Linked DNA regions of Capra hircus: region 1 is linked to region 2. Evidence: chromatin contacts called from public Hi-C data. All regions are on one chromosome and are shown on one strand. The core of a region is the stretch at or near the end of the contact, and the rest is flanking DNA. Distances in the headings are between cores, read along the strand shown.

Region 1 (3,176 bases), core at 584-3,083, 69 kb before region 2:
CATTTCGGTCTGTGCCAGCCCAGGGCCATGGCCACCTCCCCTAGCACTGGCTTTATTATCTAGATGCAGCTGTGAAGGAGTAGACAGGGCAATCAGTGTTTACACTAAAGGAGTACTCAGAAATTCACTCTGATGAAGCATTCTAAGGAAGAGCAGAGCAAAGAAATTAACAAAAGATTTTAAAAGACAATGGCTAACCTTTGCTAAAAGCAGTTTCCATTCGATATTTTGCCAAGACTGAACTTTGTTCTCAAGCAGGTTTATTTTTACAACCTCCATCCATGTGCTAAATTTAACCACGTTGGCTGCACTTGCTGTTGGATCCAGAGGGCAGATGCTGCCTGTTCTCAAATGGCACTTGGGTTGTGTGGAGGCTCCGGACAGCCACCATCCTTAAATGCCAGAAATAGATTTTTAAGGGGTGTGTGCTGATAACCCCCGGTTTGGAACTTGTGGGTACACGTGTCATGCTCACCCACTTGATTATACCTGGAGGGTGCCAAAGCCCTGGAAGCAGGCCTCACGAGGATAGGAACACAAGGCTAGAAGCCGCTTTAGGTGTAATCCTTTCCATGAAAGTGAAAGTGTTAGTTGCTGTGTCCAATTCTTTGTGACCCCATGGAATGTAGCCTGCCAGGCTCCTCTCTCCATGGGATTCTCCTGGCAAGAATACTGGAATGGGCTGCCAATTTCTTCTCCAGGGGATTCTTCCTGACCCAGGGATCAAAACCGGGTCTCCTGAATTGCAGGTAGAGTCTTTACCGTCTGAGCCACCAGGAAATCCTAACTATGAGCTCTTTGCATAGTTCTAGCCGGTGTGTGTGTGGGGGTGGGGGGGGGGAGGATTTAAGAAATATATATTTTCATCAATTTCTTGCATAAAGCAATAAAGTCAAAACCCTCTCAGGGCCTAAAACAACAGAGACTCTTAGGCCATACACTGACCTTCACCTGATTTGGATCAGGCGATCAATTATAATGCCTTTAAGTCTAAGGCCTCTATCTTGCTCTAAAATTATTTCCTGGTTTTTGAAACTAGAAAAACCTAGTTTAACAGTGAGTAGGGTTACTTCCAGACCCCTTGTTTTTTGTTTTTTTTCCAATAAAAAAAAGCAATCCCCTCCTCCTGCTGAGTTCCCCCTTACATCCAAGTCAATGCCCACTATGCTCCTAAGGCACTGAGAGGTCAGGTGGGCTCCACCCTACAGGAGTAGAGTGTGGATACAAGGTCCCTCAGGGCCAGTGTTAGGACACTAGCCCTGCTCAGTGATCCCTAGCCCTCAGCAGTTTCACTTTTTCCAGTCCTGAGAATCCTCTCTTCAAAAGACATTTGTTGAGCATCTGTTCTGAAGCAAAGACTGTGCCAAGGGCTTGGGACACAAAATTAGTAAGACATGGTTCTTGACCTCAGAGAGCCCAGAGTCCAGCAGGGAGGCTGTCATGTACCTAGAGGACACAAACACTGTGAGGATGGTATTGTCTCAGTAGGATGAGTGAAGGGCTTTAAACACACAGAGGAAGGAAAGATTAACTTGGGGTGGGGTTGGGATGCAGATGGGTCAGCAAGTGCTTAGTAGCACTGTGACTGAGGATCTAAATTTATCAGACACTGTTAGATGTTTAATAATACCCGGTGATAAGTTTTTAAAAATGAGTTAGTTTGCTTTTTAAAGATTAACCAAAGCCAAGTTTTATACAATTACTAATGCCTCTGTGTGTGTGTGTGTGTGTGTGTGTGTGGGTGGGGGGAATTCAAGTGGGAGGAAAGGGAGCCTGTTGGCTGAGGCAGGGCCGCCTTGTTACAGCACTCCCCATGAATGCTCACTGGAGTCGTAAGCCAAATCGTAAGCCAACACCATCACCCTCGCTGTCTCCAGACAGGGAAATGGTGTGGAAGGCCTGTTCCAGTAAGACTCAATTTTGTTCTGTGTGGCCACAGCTGATTGGAGGGGAAGAGAAGGGGCACCAGACTCAATAACAACAACCTATCAAACTTTGGTTAGGCTGGATCAGATTTCCCTCTGGGAAATGTGGAATTAGGAAACCATGGACCAAAGCAGCGAGCTACTTAAAGAGGAAGCTTGTGACATAGAAAGGGGCCAATGACTGGTGGGGTTGGGGAAGCTGGGAGAATGAATAGGAGGGTGGCAACCAAAATAAACTAGGGCAAATCAAGGCTGTGAAGGAGAGCCTGAAAAAACGTAGGAAAGCAGTTGGCAAAGAAAGGACAGAAGGCAGATAGGCAGACAGATGTAGCAACTCAGAGACAGACAGGCAGGCAACTAGTACTGCCTAAGTCCCTAAAGATTTCAAGCCCTGGCCACACGAATCCTGTCGTAAGCCTCCCTCTTTATCATATTTCTAATATCCTGAATGGGGCTCTGTCCTATCCGTGTTCACATAAAGTAGCTTAGAAAGTAGAGGAGAGATCATTACGCTGGGGATCCCTCAGGGTGGCACAGCACCCTCAGGGTGCTTAACAGCCCCTTTTAAGCCTCTTACTTTGTTGTTTCTCCTTCCAACAACTGGTCTGGATGTAATCAATGTAATCCTTCTCTATCGTCTTCTCCAGGTCACGCAGAGATGCACCTCTGTAGGCCTTGTCAAAGTTTTTATCCACGAAGTAAGGCACCTGTAGGTTCTGGGTTTCTCTAGAAATGGTGTGGCCCAAGGTCCTAAAACAAGGAGAGGCTCAGGTGTGCTTGTTATATTTGGAAATATCACTCTTAGCGCTGGCCTTGCTGATATCATCATCACACTCACCTCTTCATAGATGCAGATACCATTTCTAACACAACAACATTCATTATTTCCCAAGCAAAGCAGTAAGTGCAATGTTGTCATTGTCGCTACTCTATGAGCATGTTCAAGTGGATTCAGTCTCAGCATATTTACTTTATTCTCTTAAATGAGTCATCTCCCTCTTTTCTTTCTCCCGCTTTAAATTTAAGACATATATCATGATGGGTTTACATATATTGTGAAATGATTACCACAAGGTCTAATATGTCTAATAGGTAATCTGCTAACGTCTGTCTTCTCATACAGATACAATAAAAAGAAAATAAAGACCAAAAAAAAAAAAAAGACGAGGATACAGGAAAAAATTTTTCCTTGTGATGAGAACTCTTATTACTTAGTCTCTTTAACTTTTCTATCATTTCCTATCATACCGC
Region 2 (3,672 bases), core at 929-3,428:
ACGGGGTCCCAAAGAGTCGGACATGACTGAGCAACTAAGCGCAAAGCACAGCACATGTGTGTGTCTGTGATATGCCAGAATCAGGTGAAGGCAAACTTCAGGGAGGGGAGCAAAGTGGCTGAGAGCAAGTAAGAGAGGGAGACTCACTTTTAACTGCATATGCTTTTATACCTTTAAATTTTTATAGTGTGAGTTATTACCTGTTCAAACATTACATAAGATAGGAATTAACCCCAGAATGAACATTATGACACCCATTTTTGTTTTTTAAGGCTGATGTATATATTTGTGTGAGAAACATTCTGGTTGTAAATACGACAAAATGTTTGTAGTAGTTATTTGGGACGAGAATTTGGGGTATCTGAAGGTTTAAAAAAAAATTCACAAATTCTTTCATATTCTTGCCTTCAAAAGGTAAAGCGTAATTCCCCTCCTAAGTATAGGATTAACTAGATCATAAAAGGCATTGTTTACTTCTTCCTTGTTCTCTTTCTTGGATCACTCGCTCTGGGGACAGTCAGCAGCTGTGTCAAAAGCTTGTGCTCTAGAGCCCACATACGGTAACTACTGAGCAACAGCTAGAGAGCAGCCCCTGCTCGCTGCAACTAGAGAAACCTCATGTACAGCAACTGTGTGCTGCAATGAAGACCCAGCACAGCCAACAGAAAAAGTTTGATACTGAATGGCACTGAAGTTGCTCACCCTTTGCCTGACCACAGGGAGATCTCAGGAAGTCTTCCCAGCCACCAGACTGGGTGAGAGCCTTGCCTCCTGTTCCATGTGAGACCAAATATCCTCTATCTGGCCTTGTGCAATATTTATCATTTCTGCTGGTTTGGTTGTTGGTTTCTTGGACAGACAAAAAGCTGTGGGAGGACAGGTCTCAATTTGGCTTGTTCTCTGCTGTGGCCCTGAGGTCTGTCACACAGCAAATTCTCTGTATATAGACATTAATAATGAACAAATAAACTCAGGAGACCTGAGAAATCTCTTCAAATGCCTGAAGTGCTGTATGCAGCCAAACAGCTCTCTTCTTCTGGCCTATAGAAGGCAAAACAAGGACAAAGTGATTGTCAAGTTTTGGTTCTAAGTCAGGAAGGATCTTCTAATAATAAAGGCTGCCTGTGTTACTGACCCCGGTTCTTAGAATCTTTAATTGATAGAAATTGATAAGAGGCCAGAGGAAAAATGCAGACAAAGCTTTACTGGGACCGATGCTACAGCAGGAGGGAGTGAAAACAAGTAATAGATTGTCTTGCTTGCTCCCCTTGGTTGGGGTCGGGGAGGGTGTGGGGGGTGGTAGTGGATGGGAATGAGGGGGTAAGAGGGAATGAGGAAGGGGAAGGTGAGGTAGTGGGGAGGTGGGGAGGCAGCTGGTCCCTTAAATAAAGTAAAGGTATGGGCAAATTTGTGGGTCAGGCCAGAGGGATGGCTTAGGTTGAGGGTCCCCAACCTCCAGGATCTAATGCCTGATGATCTGAGGTGGAGCTGATATAATAATAATAGAAATAAAGTACACAATAAATGTAATATGCTTGAATCATTCCAAAGCCATCCCCCATCTCCGGTCCTGGAAATGTTGTCTTCCACAAAACTGATCCCTGGTGCCAAAAAGGTTGGGGCCCACCGGCTTAAGTGGTCTGCCCACCCCCTGGGTGGCTCCATGTGCAGGGATCATTCACAGTACCCTGCTTTTGCTCCCTGAACCCCAGAAGTGGCAGTTGGATTTTGTATCTTGTTCACAATTTGCCCCAGCTGCAGGTGCACACAGTTATTTTCAGTCCCTTATAGTTTCTTGATATTCTGTTGCTCAAGGAGAAGTTTGTCCAGGTGTAGGAACTGCAGTAAAGGGTCCCAGAGTCCAGCCTGTCTCACCTGCAAAGTGGTAACCAGTGGTCACCAAAAGGGTTTACAAGAAGTCTGGTGGGCTCACTGTGAGGGATGGGTTGTAGAGAGAATTCCAGACTGAGCAGAGGTTATGAGTTCCCAATATCCCAAGCAAGCTGGGCTGCTGGGGAAATCATGAGGGTGTCTTTCTGGTGGGGGAGGGGCAAGGAAGTGGATTATTTTTGCACTTGAGGAACTTGCTTCTGATCCAGGCTGGCTGAGCAGAGCTGGGTGTTTTCATTGGTTCACACTTCCCCATCCCAGCCCCACTTTCCTTCTCAGGCCTGAGGGAGGCTGTGTGGCTGGCACTGGTGACACCTGGTGGCCAGCTGGACTAAGACAAAAGCAACCCCATCATCTACCTGTCCTGTCCATCTGCTTCATAGCTGTCCTATACTGTGCTTGGACTGGAGGAGGCCTGGCTTTTGAGGAATGGATGGATGAATGAACACAGGCAGTAAAGAGGAAGAAGAGATATTGTCTCTGTTTGATCTGGTGATCTAAGCAGGTGGACCAACCTGGACTACAGGAGGGGGCCAGACAATTCATCCACTCAGAGAAGTGCAGACAAAACGGTCTCTGCTCTCTCTTTTGCCTCCCTCCTCTGTGCCTGTCCTGTGTCCTAGGGGAACATATGAGGTAGGGGAAGGGTCTATTTTGGGAAAAGGCTTAAGTTAATTATTAATAAAAGTTGCTCCTGCATCTAAGCTTAATTGTCCTATGAAGCTGTGAATAGAGACCCATGGGCTGATTTGGAACTTCCCGAATAAACCTCCTTTCAGGGCAAGGACAATGAGGCACAGAGAGGGCAGGAACCTGCTTAAGGTCCCACAGCCAGAATGTAGTAGGGCCAGGACTCCCAGGTCCAGTTCCTTAGGTCAAATCATAGCATTTGACCACCTAACATAGAAACAGGGGAAAGGAACAGTTGGTATGGAGCCTAGAGGAGCAATTACAACAAGCACCTTAGCCTGGCAAGCAGGGCTTTCCCGTTACCTTATGACACGCCCCCACCCCCAGCACGTGCCTTTCCTTTCAACTGAAGAAATGAGTGTGCATCACCTCCCAACCCACCAAGAGCCCTCCTCTCAACCACTCTGCTTTATATGCATCCCTTCCACTGTATGAATGGGCTTAACCTCCCTGAGCTTCAGTTTCCTAATCTGCAAAGGGATTGTTTGAGGTGTGAGAGAGGCTGCTAGCCAAATGCTTGGAACAATGTTTGGCACAGGGTAAGCATTCAATGGGCTTCCCAGGTGGCATTAGTAGTAAAGAACTCTCCTGCCAATGCAGGTTAGACTTAACACAGGTGGGTTTGATCCCTGGGTTAGGGACAAACCTGGTTGGGTTTATCCCCTGGAGGAGGTCATGGCAACCACTCCAGTATTCTTGCCTGGAGAATCCCATGGACAGAGGAGCCTGGCAGACTGCAGTCCATAGGGTCGCACAGAGTCGGACACGACTGAAGCAACTTAGCATGCACACACATAAGCATTCAGTAAGAATGACAGCTGTTATTGCTGCTGTAATTAAGGCCCAGTTCAAGTCCTTCCCACAACTAGATGAAGACATCCTTGAGCACAGAGGGCAGAATACCTTGATTCTATGTCCAGAGAAGCCCCAGGACACAGAGAAGACCTCTTTTTGGCTCTAGAGGGCATCTGCTGACTGGTTTCTCTTAGCATCTTCTCTACGTGCTGCTATCGGAGCCTGGCTTAGCAGCTTTCATCCCTTAAAGCTGTAATGAGTCACTTGTCTGAACTGGGTTTGAGATTTTTCTGATGG

Evidence for each region. Hi-C and Micro-C count contacts between places; a contact is called where the count stands out from the background.
Region 1: a Hi-C map of liver shows a contact between it and region 2, with 3 times the contacts expected there. The contact joins two enhancer-like sites. A contact is called at or near these places in 3 of 5 Hi-C or Micro-C datasets (blood and liver).

Annotation. Positions count from the first base shown.
Region 1 is chr7:59,808,423-59,811,598 of ARS1.2, reverse strand. DNAJC18 (dnaJ homolog subfamily C member 18) reads right to left here. Exons shown (of 7, transcript XM_018050306.1): 6 at 2,503-2,675. Among named protein-coding and RNA genes, the nearest start is that of SPATA24, 12 kb to the left of the region's middle. Within about 2 kb of position 1,833, at least 2 of the 5 cell types and tissues checked have an H3K27ac peak or open chromatin away from gene starts, as enhancers often do.
Region 2 is chr7:59,739,492-59,743,163 of ARS1.2, reverse strand. No RefSeq gene overlaps it. Among named protein-coding and RNA genes, the nearest start is that of TMEM173, 19 kb to the left of the region's middle. Within about 2 kb of position 2,178, at least 1 of the 5 cell types and tissues checked has an H3K27ac peak or open chromatin away from gene starts, as enhancers often do.